Regions from separate parts of the Zea mays genome. Here region 2 is linked to region 1. A link is a contact called in public Hi-C data. All regions are on one chromosome and are shown on one strand. Each heading gives the region's core, a stretch centred on a gene start, on an enhancer-like site or on the middle of the called end of the contact. The rest is flanking DNA. Distances are from core to core; before and after follow the strand shown.

Region 1 (5,874 bases), core at 2,152-4,651:
CTGCTCCGAAGGTTCCCCAAGACCCATCGCAAAACACTGTCCATACTTCGGCATCTTTATTCGTTTCTTCCTCCTGAGCCCCTGGCGTCCAGTCAGCAATGAAGTCTGCCAACACTTGGGACTGAATCGAAGATCTATGGACATAATCAATACAAAATTCATTGAGCTCTGCAGCCCATTTTCCAATCCTTCCAATAGCTTCTCGGTTTCTCATAATATCCTTCAGAGGTTGTGAAGAAGGAACAATTATGTTGTAAGCTTGAAAGTAACGCCGAAGCTTCCTGGAGGCCATCAAAATAGCATACAGTACTTTCTCCAATTCTGTATAATTTTTTTTGATAAACTAAGAACTTCAGATACGAAATATATTGGGGCCTGCCTCTTAACTTGGCCTTCAAGCTTCTCCTGGACAAGTGCTGCACTTACCGCTGAGTGCGAAGCTGCCACATATAATAACAAAGAAGCCCCTGGCGTTGGTGGAGTTAATGTTGTTAGATCTATCAAATATTGCTTCAGTTCTTCGAAGGCTCTCTACTGAACTAGTCCCCATTGAAAAACTTCGGCTGACTTCAGCACTTCGAAAAATGGTAAATTTCTCTCTGTTGATCTAGATATGAATCTGTTGAGAGATGCCAGCCTTCCTGTCAATCTTTGAGCCCCCTTCTTTGTACTTGGTGGTTCCATTCGAAGTATAGCTTCGATTTTGCTTGGATTAGCCTCGATTCCCTTTGTTGAAACTAAGCAACTAAGAAATTTTCCCTTCTTTACTCCAAAGACACATTTTTCTGGATTCAGCTTTAAGCCAACCTGTCTAAAATTAACGAAAGTCTCCTGCAGATCAACAATGTGGTTATCTTGCTTCGTGCTTTTTACAATGATATCATCAACATAAGTTATCACATTCCTGCCTATCTGAGAATGTAGGACCTTCGCTGTCATTCTGCTGAAACTTCCTCCGGCATTCTTGAGCCCCTTAGGCATCCGAAGGTAACAATATGTTCCACTGGGGGTAATGAAGCTGGTTTTCGGTTCATCCTCCTTCTTCATCCAGATTTGGTGATAGCCTGAATAACAATCCAGCAGACTCATAAGCTCTGATGAAGCTGCTGCATCGACTAAGGAATCTATCCTTGGCAATGGAAACTCGTCCTTCGGACAGGCCTTATTGAGATCAGTAAAATCGATGCACATTCTCCATTTACCATTGGCCTTCTTTACCATAACAGTGTTAGCCAACCATTCTGGATATTTTACCTCTCTGATAACTCCAGCACTGAGGAGTCTTTTCACTTCGTTGCGAGCACCTTCGGCTTTGTCATCAGACATCTTCCGAAGCCTTTGCTTTCTTGGTCTGAAGGATGGATCAACATTGAGCGAGTGCTCAATAACATCCATGTTTACTCCGCAAAGATCATTAGCTGACCAAGCAAAAACATCTTTGTAGTTGAACAAAAACCTTATTAAGGTTTTCTCCTGCTCTTCGGACAGTTGAGATCCCAATAGCACTTTCTGCTCTGTTATGTCCTCACATAAGAGCATGGGCTTCGGCTGATCAGCCGAAGCAGCTTTTTCCCTTCTGAACTTGTATTGCTCACAAGCTTCAGCTCCATCTATGTTATGGATTGCTTTTGAGTCTGTCCAATTTCCTTCGGCCCTTCTGGCAGCTTCCTGACTTCCATGAATAGCAATGGGCCCTTGGTACGAAGGTATCTTCATGCAAAGATAGGCTGGATGAAGGATTGCTTCGAAGGCATTGAGAGTACCACGACCAATGATTGCATTGTAAGGGTATTCCATATCAACAATATCAAATACAACTTGTTCAGTCCTTGTGTTGTTAATGAATCCGAAGGTTATTGACATTGTGATTTTTCCAAGTGCTACGATCTGCCTTCCTCCGAAGCCACAAAGGGGATGTGTGGCATCATGAATTTTATCCTCGAGCTCTTGCATCTGTCTGAAGGCCTTAGCAAATATGATATCAGCTGCGCTGCTTGTATCAACCAAAACATTATGGACCAGGAATCCTTTGATCACATAAGAGATAACCATAGCATCATTGTGTGGGTAATCCTTGAGTTGGAGATCCTCTTGAGAGAAGGTAATTGGAATGTGAGACCATCTTGACTTGATGAAGGGTCCTTGCACCCCAACGTGCTATACCCTTCTCTGTGCTTCCTTCTTCTGCTTCTTGTTGGCTGGCTCTGAGCATGAACCGCCTGTTATCGGGAGTACCAGCTTCGGAGCCGAAGCAGCTCCAGCTTGATCGTTGAACGAAGCCATCAGCTCAAAAAAGTGGAAGTGAGTTCACCGGAGGTGGGCGCCAATGTTGGGGACTTGTTCTCAAATGCTATGAATTAAGAATAAGGCAACATAAAATGTTAAAATATCAGTGCCCTTCGTCCGCTGAAGCATTATTTCCCCAAGGATATACTTCGGACGAAGGTTATAATGGCAGAACTACGAAAGTTATACTTTCGTAATTGAACTCACAAAGATAATATAAAATAACGTAAGACATAAAGCATTAAAGACAAGTAAATTGAAAATAAATAACATCATTTATATACTATATAAATTTAAGATGTTCAAACGTAATATTTAGACACATTTATACCTCTTCCTTGACAAAGTATAATTTCCGAGTGATGCGATTGCAATTGCAGGAATGCGTGAACAGTAAAGGAATATTGTTCACTATTTATAGGCACAGGACACAGCCCGTGAGGAATTACAATCGTACCCCTCATAAAAGTTTACAACAATGACTCGGACTCTTGTGGACTAAAAGGTCATTCTATCTTTAAGTCGGTTTGTAATTCCGAAGCTTCACGAAATGACACCTTCGACATCACGTATGAGCAGCTTCAGCCGAAGTTGTTTCTTTCTGCAGGACCTTCGACGACAAAGCATGGTCCCAACAACGCTCGAGGCCATCGAGGTGACTGGCGAGAAAGAAGCTCTATGAGGTTATTTACATCAAGAACCTCATAGCACGAATATGGCCATTCATGGACCACATCGTCGTTCATGCTGATGATAATATATGAGTTATTCGTTTTTATGTAATCGTTATTCACAAACTTTTTTATCAAATAATTTACATACCATCACAACCCATGAGCATTGTAGTAGGGCATATTTACAACATGGTACGTAGTCTCACGTTTTTTTCTGCCACAAAAAATAGAAATAACTATTTTTGAAGTCAAAGAGATTTTTTTTTCTGGCCACAAAAATCAAAGTTCATACTCCGCGTCTGGGCGTCTGCCGTCTGGGCTCAAAGAACTCGTAAGCCCCATTCTATCCTATACAAAGCCCACATCAGTAACCCCTAGGGTTCCTTGTACTCTATAAATAACCAAACCCTAGCTCTCCAGCCTTCCGCCCCGCAGTCATCCCCGAGAAGAGCCGCCGCCGCGCAAAGCCGCTTCGACGCCGTCACTCATCGGGGCGCAACCATGGTGGCCGCAAAGAAGACGGTAACGATCACATCTGCTGCCCTCTCACATCTACCCCCGTATCTCGAGTTCTCGACTACAAGCCCACGTTTCTCCCACCTTTTCCGTCGATCTGCTGCCGTCTTCTGGGCGGCAACATGTCTTGCTGCTGCATTCCAAGTATTCATGTTTCCAGTCTTGCAATTTATGTTCTAAGCTCTGTTTTTCGTTTTTCGTTGTTGGTTTTGTGCAGAAGAAGTCCACGGACAACATCAACAACAAGCTTCAGCTTGTGATGAAGAGCGGCAAGTACACGCTCGGCTACAAGACTGTCCTCAGGACCCTCAGGAATTCTAAGTGTAAGGAAGCTCACACTTTATATTCTGTCTCATGCGTAAGGCTACTTAGCTCTTGATTAACGGGTTAGGTAGTCAAATCGGTGCATATGGATGTCTGCCTATGTTACAATACCGTAGATTGATCCCGTGGATGTTCAATCCGTGCCTATGGACGTGTTCATGTAGCTGTTTTTTTACTGCTCACAGTGGGAGTATTAGGATTATGCAGGGGAAAAATCAAGTGAAGTGAACATTTTTAGATGTCAAGATGGAAATACGACATTGAAAGAAGGAGAATAGGGCTCATGACCTCAGCCACTATGAACTTTGTGGCTGCATGGACGCCCACCGAAATATTCTCTGGACAACGTATTTTTATCTACGTCACTGAATGTTTGTTCACTCTATACTTAATGTTATCAGTGGAAGGTCAGATGATAGACAGTGAACATACTGGGCGCTATAATTTCTCATCTGAGAAAACCAAGCCATAATTTTAATCATCCGTTTATGATAAAATATTTCTGAATTCCATGTGGTGTTTTTTTGTTGCCTCTTTTTGTGCCTTTTCTGTTATCTTAACTGTGTTGCTGCACACTTATGAGGATATGATGACCCTTTCCCCAGATGATCGACAGTGAACATATTGAGTGCCATAATTTCTCTTTTGAGAAAACCAAGCCAGAATTCTGATCCTCCATTTTTGCATAAAATGTATTTCTGAATTTTATGTAGTGCTTATTTGTAGCCTCGTTTTGTGTTTTTTAACTATGTTGCACACTTATGAGGATATGATGACCCTTTCCCCAGATGATCGACAATGAACATACTGAGCGCTATAATTTCTCATCTGAGAAAACCAAGCCAGAATTCTGATCCTCTGTTTGTTTTGCTGTTTTGCTTTATTTGTTGTGTATCTTAATTTCTGAATTTATCTCAAGCCTGTACATAAAGTTTGTTGTCATTGCTTGCTCTTTTTAGGTTACTATTTATTTCAAACAGTTATTTTATGTGACTGACATTTGAGTTCTGCGTTGAAAACTGATTACCAATGGATGTATTTATATGGCCATTGTGTATGAGTCAACGCCATAATAATCCTCTCCCTGTTTTGTGCGTATATGGTACCTGTGCATGATATCACTGGTTGAGCATGAGTGGGGGATATCTTCTTTCAGATTTATATTTTGTTTGCTTTATAGTGTTTTTTGTGGATTATGTTATGTACAATTGTTTTGAGTATGTCCCATCTAGTATAGTATTTTAAACGTGTAACTTTATTTGTTTGTTGTGTTCTGGGAACACGGATACAATCTCACCCCCTCAGTGTCAAAATCCTTTTTAAGTATTGTACCACGTTCCCGTTTCTTGACCCCATCTATCCGGTAACTTGGTTACTAAGGTCTGACTCCTTTTCTTTGCCTAACTGTTCATTCGACATGATAATAACTTCTTTAAAATTAGATGTGAGTGCACAAAACTATAATTTCTGCCTTAGACTCTACACAATATCATTTGTTATATAGCATGCTTGTAATATGCCTAAATCAATGTATTGATTTTCAGCAAAGCTAGTGATCATTGCTAACAACTGTCCTCCGCTTCGGAAGTCTGAAATTGAGTACTATGCTATGCTGGCTAAGGTGACAGTCCACCACTTCCATGGAAGTAAGTTATCATCCCTTCTGTTTCTTCAATCGATGTTGCATTATCTAGGGAAATGTCAACTGTCAGTTGGCATGTTACCTTTTCTTTTAGCCCCTGATTTGTACTGTTCTGCAATGTCTAGCCAGTTGCAGAAAAGCACAAGAATGTCACCCATGCATGTTTAATGCATAAGATAATTATTAACTATAAATCAAATAGAAAGGAAGTTTTGGCTTCCATAAATCCATAATTATTACTCGCTTTGCAATATATATGACAAGAACTTACATTGTAAGGTAATGCATACCACACTATGTTATTAGGAATAACTAAATAATGTACATAGTTGGTTCCTATCATGTTATTTGAGACAGGGTTGTGTTGGTCTATGCAACTAGCTGTTGTTACAAGTCCTAAAATTAACTGTATTTTGTTGTTTTCCAGACAAT
Region 2 (5,874 bases), core at 1,039-3,538, 540 kb before region 1:
TCATTGAGGCGCTCCCAACAAAATAGGCACGTTGTTGCGAAATAGCAGCCCTCCAAATCCAGCAAACCAACCCGCATCCCACAATCGCGTCATCGACACATAGGATTAGAAAGCCCCATCTCACCACACAAATCTAATCATCTAGTATTATGTTTTTTAGGGAAAAAATGCCAGGCAGCGGCTATTAGCTACCAGATTAGATCAAATCAAAATGAGACCAAGTCTACGATCCAGATCGCGTCCCGCGATCCAGCAACCGAGCGACTCACCCGAAAGAGAAGAGGATGCAGCGAGCTGAGATCCGCGTGATCCACATGAGCCGGCGGCGCCACGCCGGCATAGGCCCGCCGCCCACCCGCGGCCTCCCGTGCGTGTCCGCCCACCCGCGGAGAGCCACCCACGTGGCCGCGTAGCCGATCGCGATGGAGAGCCCGAACAGTGCCAGCCGCACCAACGCGACCGGCAGGAGCAGCAGCGTCCTCGACCACGCGTACACGCCGCCGCCCCACGCCGGCGTGCCGTTGCGGAACGGGTCGGCCGGGGACGGCCCTCGGTCCCTCGGCGGCCGGTCCTCCGAGAGGAACGCGAACGGGTCCCCGCCGCCGTCGTCGCAAACGGAGACCGCCGCAGCACCGTCGCTGTCGTCGTGGTGGTGGTGTCGGTGGTTGGTGGCGTGCCCGTTGGCGGCGGGCGCGCGCGCGATGGAGTCGGAGAGCAGGGGCGTGGAGAGGGAGGCGGGGGCTAGGCATGTAGAGGCCATGGACGATGAGGCTGGCTGTCGCCGGAGACAGCGGCGGGGAGGGAGGGAGGGGAGGCGAGCGATGGACGGCCGGGAGTTATGGCTTTTATTTATCAAAGCGAAACGGAGGCAAAAGCTATAGCCGGCAACAAGGGAGTCGCTGTTTTGTATGTGGTCGCCGTTTCGTTTTTGCTATTGTCCCCCGCAGTTTCATGAGTACTTATTGGAAATTTTAAGAATCGTTTCGTTTTCACCTGTCATGTATTTCCTTCTTTTAAAAACTCCACGTGTCTTTATGTGTTGAAATTTCTACTCCTTTCCTCCACATAATTTAGTCATTTTAGAATTATTCTAAATCAAACTATGTAAATTTTGACGAATAATAGATAAGATTACATTATTTTAAACTAAAAGAATCATATATTATAGTAGTTCAAGTCATAATGACTCTAGTAGTTTTATTTTTATATTGTAAAATTTTATAAAATATCTTATGTAATCGGTCAAAGTTGATAATAGTTGGCTTATGACAAATTAAAACGACTAAATCATGTGAACGGAGAGAATATGTATTATTGATTTTAAAAAATAACATTAGATAAATGCACGAGCAACATTCCTCGTACTTAAATGAGACATAACGGTGGTCTGTATGTTCCAAATCTAGACCTGCAATGCACTATTTTCATAAACTTAGAGATGTATGATATATTATTTAACCAGTTCAAGAACATAAAACTACAATTTTAAAGTTTATGAATCTAATCGACATCTCTTAACAAATTCAGAGATCACTGGTATGAACATACTCATATGACTCCAAATAAATAAACATTATTAGGATATTATTGAATGGCAAGTTTTATAAAACTAATAGTTTTTATAGGTGTTATGTGTTTCCTCTGTAATAAAGTATTTAGACAATGGAGCGAAGCTCAAGGCAACGTGTGCGACGACGTACTGCACGTCTGTACATACGGCGAGAGATCCATCCTGCTTGCACATGCCAAATGGGATGCGTGATCCGATCTCAACCACATCCATGCCGTACGTGAGTCAATACAAATATAATCACATCAATCATGCGAACCAGCAACTTCTAAACAAATTGCTTTTGCTTTTATTTTTGCTTTTGCTTTTGTATTTGTAGGCGAACCTAAGTTTAGTTTTTTTTGGCTAATGACTACGCCGACGGTGTCAATTCAGTTGACAGTTATTGCTGCTCCTACGACGGAGCACCGCCCAAACATATAATAATAGAGTTAATTATTATAGGTGCGTGGTGCGTCACGCACGCACGACGCCGACCGGGCGTTCGGCAAGTTGCTACACAAAAGCTGAGGTGCTCGTCGGGCACGAGGCCACTTGCTCCCTGCTGGGCCGCGAGGGGCCGGCCACAGCGATCTCACTCGGCACCGGTCGGCGTCGCGCTCCAGACCAGTCCACACAAGTCCGATCGAAACGCCTCGTCAGTTTTTTCCTCGTAAAAAAAGGTCGTTTTTTTTCGTTGGACAGGCAAACGTTAGTATTTTCTTCTTCTTTTGAGTAAGGCAAACGCTCGGCACGGTAGTACTGCTACACTTGGGCTTCTGAAGTACTGTCAGCCCATGGGTCGTCCTATTCCACGAGGCCCAGCCCAGTTTACCAACGTTGCGCGCAAGATATAATAGTCTCGGCCCGTGTCGATTCCATCGATTAAAACCCTAACCCGAGCATCTTCCACGCCGCCGTTGTCTCGCCGCTTCCAGCCGTTGCTCGCTGAAGAAGATGGGGAGGAGGAAGAAGTCCAAGGAGATGGAGAAGAAGCCGCTGGACATCCTGTCGGGCTCCGACGAGGACTTCGACAGCGGGGAGAACCTCTCCAAGATCCAGATCAACGAGGAGTACGCGCGTCGCTTCGAGCACAACAAGCGGCGGGAGGCGCTGCAGCGCCTCGAGGAGCGCAGGAAGCAGGGCCTGGTCCCCGCCTCCGACGACGACGAGTCGGAGTCCGAGTCGTCGTCGGAGGAGGAGGACGAGGCGGCCGCCATTGCCTCGCGCCTAGTCGACCGCCGCATGTTCGAGGTGATCCGCCGCATCCGCAGCGGCGATCCCCGCATCCTCGACAAGGACGCCAAGGTCTACTCCTCGGAGGAGGAAGGCGGCGAGGAAGGTGAGGACGCCAAGAAGCAAGAAGAGTCCAAGCAGGAGAAGGAAAAGACCAAGAAGGAGAAGCCTCTGTACCTCAAGGACGTTAATGCCCGCCACCTGCTCGAGGAGGGCCCCGAGTTCGCAGCGCAGCCCAGCCGGAGCAGCAGCAAGTTCGAGAGGATCGCTTATGACGAGCAGCAGAAGAAGGGATTGGAGGCTTTCCTTGAGGCACAGAAAGAAGCATTAGGCGATGGTGGAGACGATGATGGCGATTTATTCCAGGTGAAGGAAAAGGCTAGAGCAGGAGCTGACGACGAAGCGGAGGAGGACGAGGAGGAGAAGCAGACAAAGGACCTTGCTGGTGAGGTCTTTGGGAAGGATGAGGAGCTGGATGAGAACGAGAAGTTCTTGAAGGAATTTTTTCTTAAGAGGCCGTACCTTGAGACAGAGAAGAGTAAGTCCTATCTAGATAATATCCAGGAATTGTCAGATGAAGAGGAGCTCGAGATTCAGGAAGAGTATGAGCATGCTTATAATTACCGGCATGAGGAGGCCATGGCATCAGGGGCAGTGGTGGCGGATCGGGTGTTGGGACATTCAAGGGTTGTTGAAGGTTCGGTGAGGAAGAAGGAGAGCAGCAGAAAGCAGCAGCGCAAGAGCAAAGAGGAGCGGATGGCCCGTGTTAAGCAAGAGCAAGCAGAGGAGCTGAAGCATCTCAAGAATTTGAAGAAGAAAGAGATTGCAGAGAAGCTTGAGAGGATCCGAATGATTGCTGGGATTGAAGGAGATGCTGCTTGTAAGCTTGGTGCTGATGACTTGGAGGAGGATTTTGATCCGGAGGATTATGACAAAAAGATGCAGGAGATGTTTGATGATAGTTACTATGAGGCTGATGAGGTTGATCCTGAGTTTGGAAGTGGTGAGGAGATGGATTTGGAGAAGCCGGATTTTGGCAAAGAAGACGAATTGCTTGGGCTTCCTAAGGGCTGGGCTAGTGACCATTCAAAAGAAGAGTCTACTGCCACTGATGCGAAAGGTGAAAAAGGGAAGATCTCTCTCAAAGACAAGGTGGAGCTTGAGAAAGAGATGGAAGAGTACTACAAGTTAGACTACGAGGACACTATTGGAGATATCAAGACTCGGTTCAAGTATAAACAAGTTAAGCCCAATAGTTTTGGTCTGAGTACCTATGATATATTGGCATCAGATGACAAGGATTTGAACCAGTATGTTTCCGTTAAGAAGCTAGCTCCTTACAGAGAGGATGAATGGAAGGTTACACATCATAAGAAGCAGAGCAAGGATTTGATCCTTGGAGGCCAGAAGAAGGAAGGGAAGAAGGACAAATCTGGCAAGAAATCTAGGTCTGAGGAAGACCCTAGTTCTTCAAAAACAGAGAACGACAGGATGACAAATGGGCAAGAGTCAACAGATGCCAAGAAAAAGTCTACCAGAAGTGAACGGCGGAAGCGTCGCAAGTCTGAGCTAAGGCCATCCAGTGATCGATTAGAGGCATATGGAAAGATAAATTCAAAGCGTCACAAGAGCCATTGACCTTCTGAGATTCATCAAAGTACATCTGGGGAATTTTGCTGTTCTTTTTATGCATTGGACAGGTGAAAGTCTTAGATTTAGCTGTCCTTGCTTCTATTTTGGGAGATGCAAAACTAGTGTTGCCCTAGTAGAAACATCTGTTGTCTTATAGTTTTGCAGACATTGTGTTGTGCGCCTCCTTTTGATTTTGATTGTTTTATTTGTAGACCATATATATATAATATAATTTCCCTGCAATTTTTCTTGTCACTGTTGTGCACCTCCTTTCGTGGATGGTCAGGTTATCCGCTTATCCTGGTGATGAATTGGAATATGATCTCATGTCTCTGTTGCATTTGCATCGTAATTATGTCACTGTTATTGTGAATAAATATGTGCCATTTGAATGAATCTAGCCTAGGTGATTATACTGTTTAATCCAGACAGAAATCTGATAATATTGCAGATTGTAAGTAGCCGCTGAAAGCATTTAGTCCCCTGGTTGGTTTTAGTGATTAATGACAACGTAATATTATATGTGACTAACGTGTGTTTTGCAGAGACAAATGGTAAGTTAGGTCGCATGACAGGTAGAAGTATTACAACGGTGAAAACAATCCCGGAGATAAGAACTCGAAGCGACGGCTAAAACGACGAAACAAAAGGCAAAGGTCTACGGAGTCCGAGTGTCAAGGAGATGTGGACACTCACGATTTAGTTAGGTCTTTTATTCTCTTTTAGCCGTACTATAAAGAGGGGTTGTCGATGAGTAGTTTGACCAAGAGAGTTCTAGTGTAGTGTTGGTGCACAATCACACTCACATACAGTGCTAGGTGTCACTCTAGAACTCACAAGTTAGAACGAAAACCGATTTGAAAATCAGCTGAAAAACAAGAGTTAGAGTTTCTGTCCCTGGGGGCACCGGACTGTCCGGTGTGCACCGGACTGTCCGGTGCACCCTCTGCCAGGTGGGGCCAGGCTGGTCCGAGTAAGAAGCTTCCTCCACAGAAAACCCGAGAGCGCCAGTTTTAGAGTTGAATTTTAGTGGCGCACCGGACACCGCACCGGACTGTCCGGTGTGCACCGGACAGTGACTGTTCACTGTCCGGTGTGCCATGAGTCCAACGGCTAACTGTCAGAACTAGCCGTTGGAAACGACCGTTGGCGCACCGGTGGCGCACCGGACTGTCCGGTGCGCCAGTGCGCAGAAAGTTGCCTGTAACGGCTAGTTGGTGGGTGAGGGCTATTTATACCCCTTCCACCCACCATATTCAATGTCTTGCACTCCACATTTATTCCAGCACATTGCTAGAGCATTGCAAGCACCAAAAGCCTAGTGAGGAGATTAGAGAATCTTAATTCGCGTTTTGTTCCTCATTAGCGCTAGCGAGAGCCACCTAGAGCACACACCACTTGCATTAGGCTTCTCTTGGTCAAGCGAAAGTCTACGACTTGTTACTCTTGGTGATCGG

The links. A called contact is a pair of places that touch in the nucleus more often than the background predicts.
Region 2: a contact with region 1 is called in a Hi-C map of leaf, with 7 times the contacts expected there. The contact joins the promoter of LOC103626442 here to the promoter of LOC100502201 in region 1. A contact is called at or near these places in 3 of 25 Hi-C or Micro-C datasets (ear, endosperm and leaf).

What each region holds. Positions count from the first base shown.
Region 1 is chr5:61,317,063-61,322,936 of Zm-B73-REFERENCE-NAM-5.0, reverse strand. LOC100502201 (60S ribosomal protein L30-2) reads left to right here and starts at 3,401. Exons shown (of 5, transcript NM_001196678.1): 1 at 3,401-3,482; 2 at 3,694-3,799; 3 at 5,345-5,446; 4 at 5,870-5,874. The coding sequence starts at 3,462. It overlaps LOC111589380 (small nucleolar RNA Z103), which reads left to right and starts at 4,564; the gene lies at 4,564-4,659. LOC111589381 (small nucleolar RNA Z103) reads left to right here and starts at 4,381; the gene lies at 4,381-4,476.
Region 2 is chr5:61,853,339-61,859,212 of Zm-B73-REFERENCE-NAM-5.0, reverse strand. LOC103626442 (protein kri1) reads left to right here and starts at 2,288. Exons shown (of 1, transcript XM_008646850.3): 1 at 2,288-4,672. The coding sequence starts at 2,507. The coding sequence ends at 4,423. It overlaps LOC100191712, which reads right to left and starts at 836. Exons shown (of 13, transcript NM_001137141.1): 1 at 270-836. The coding sequence starts at 760.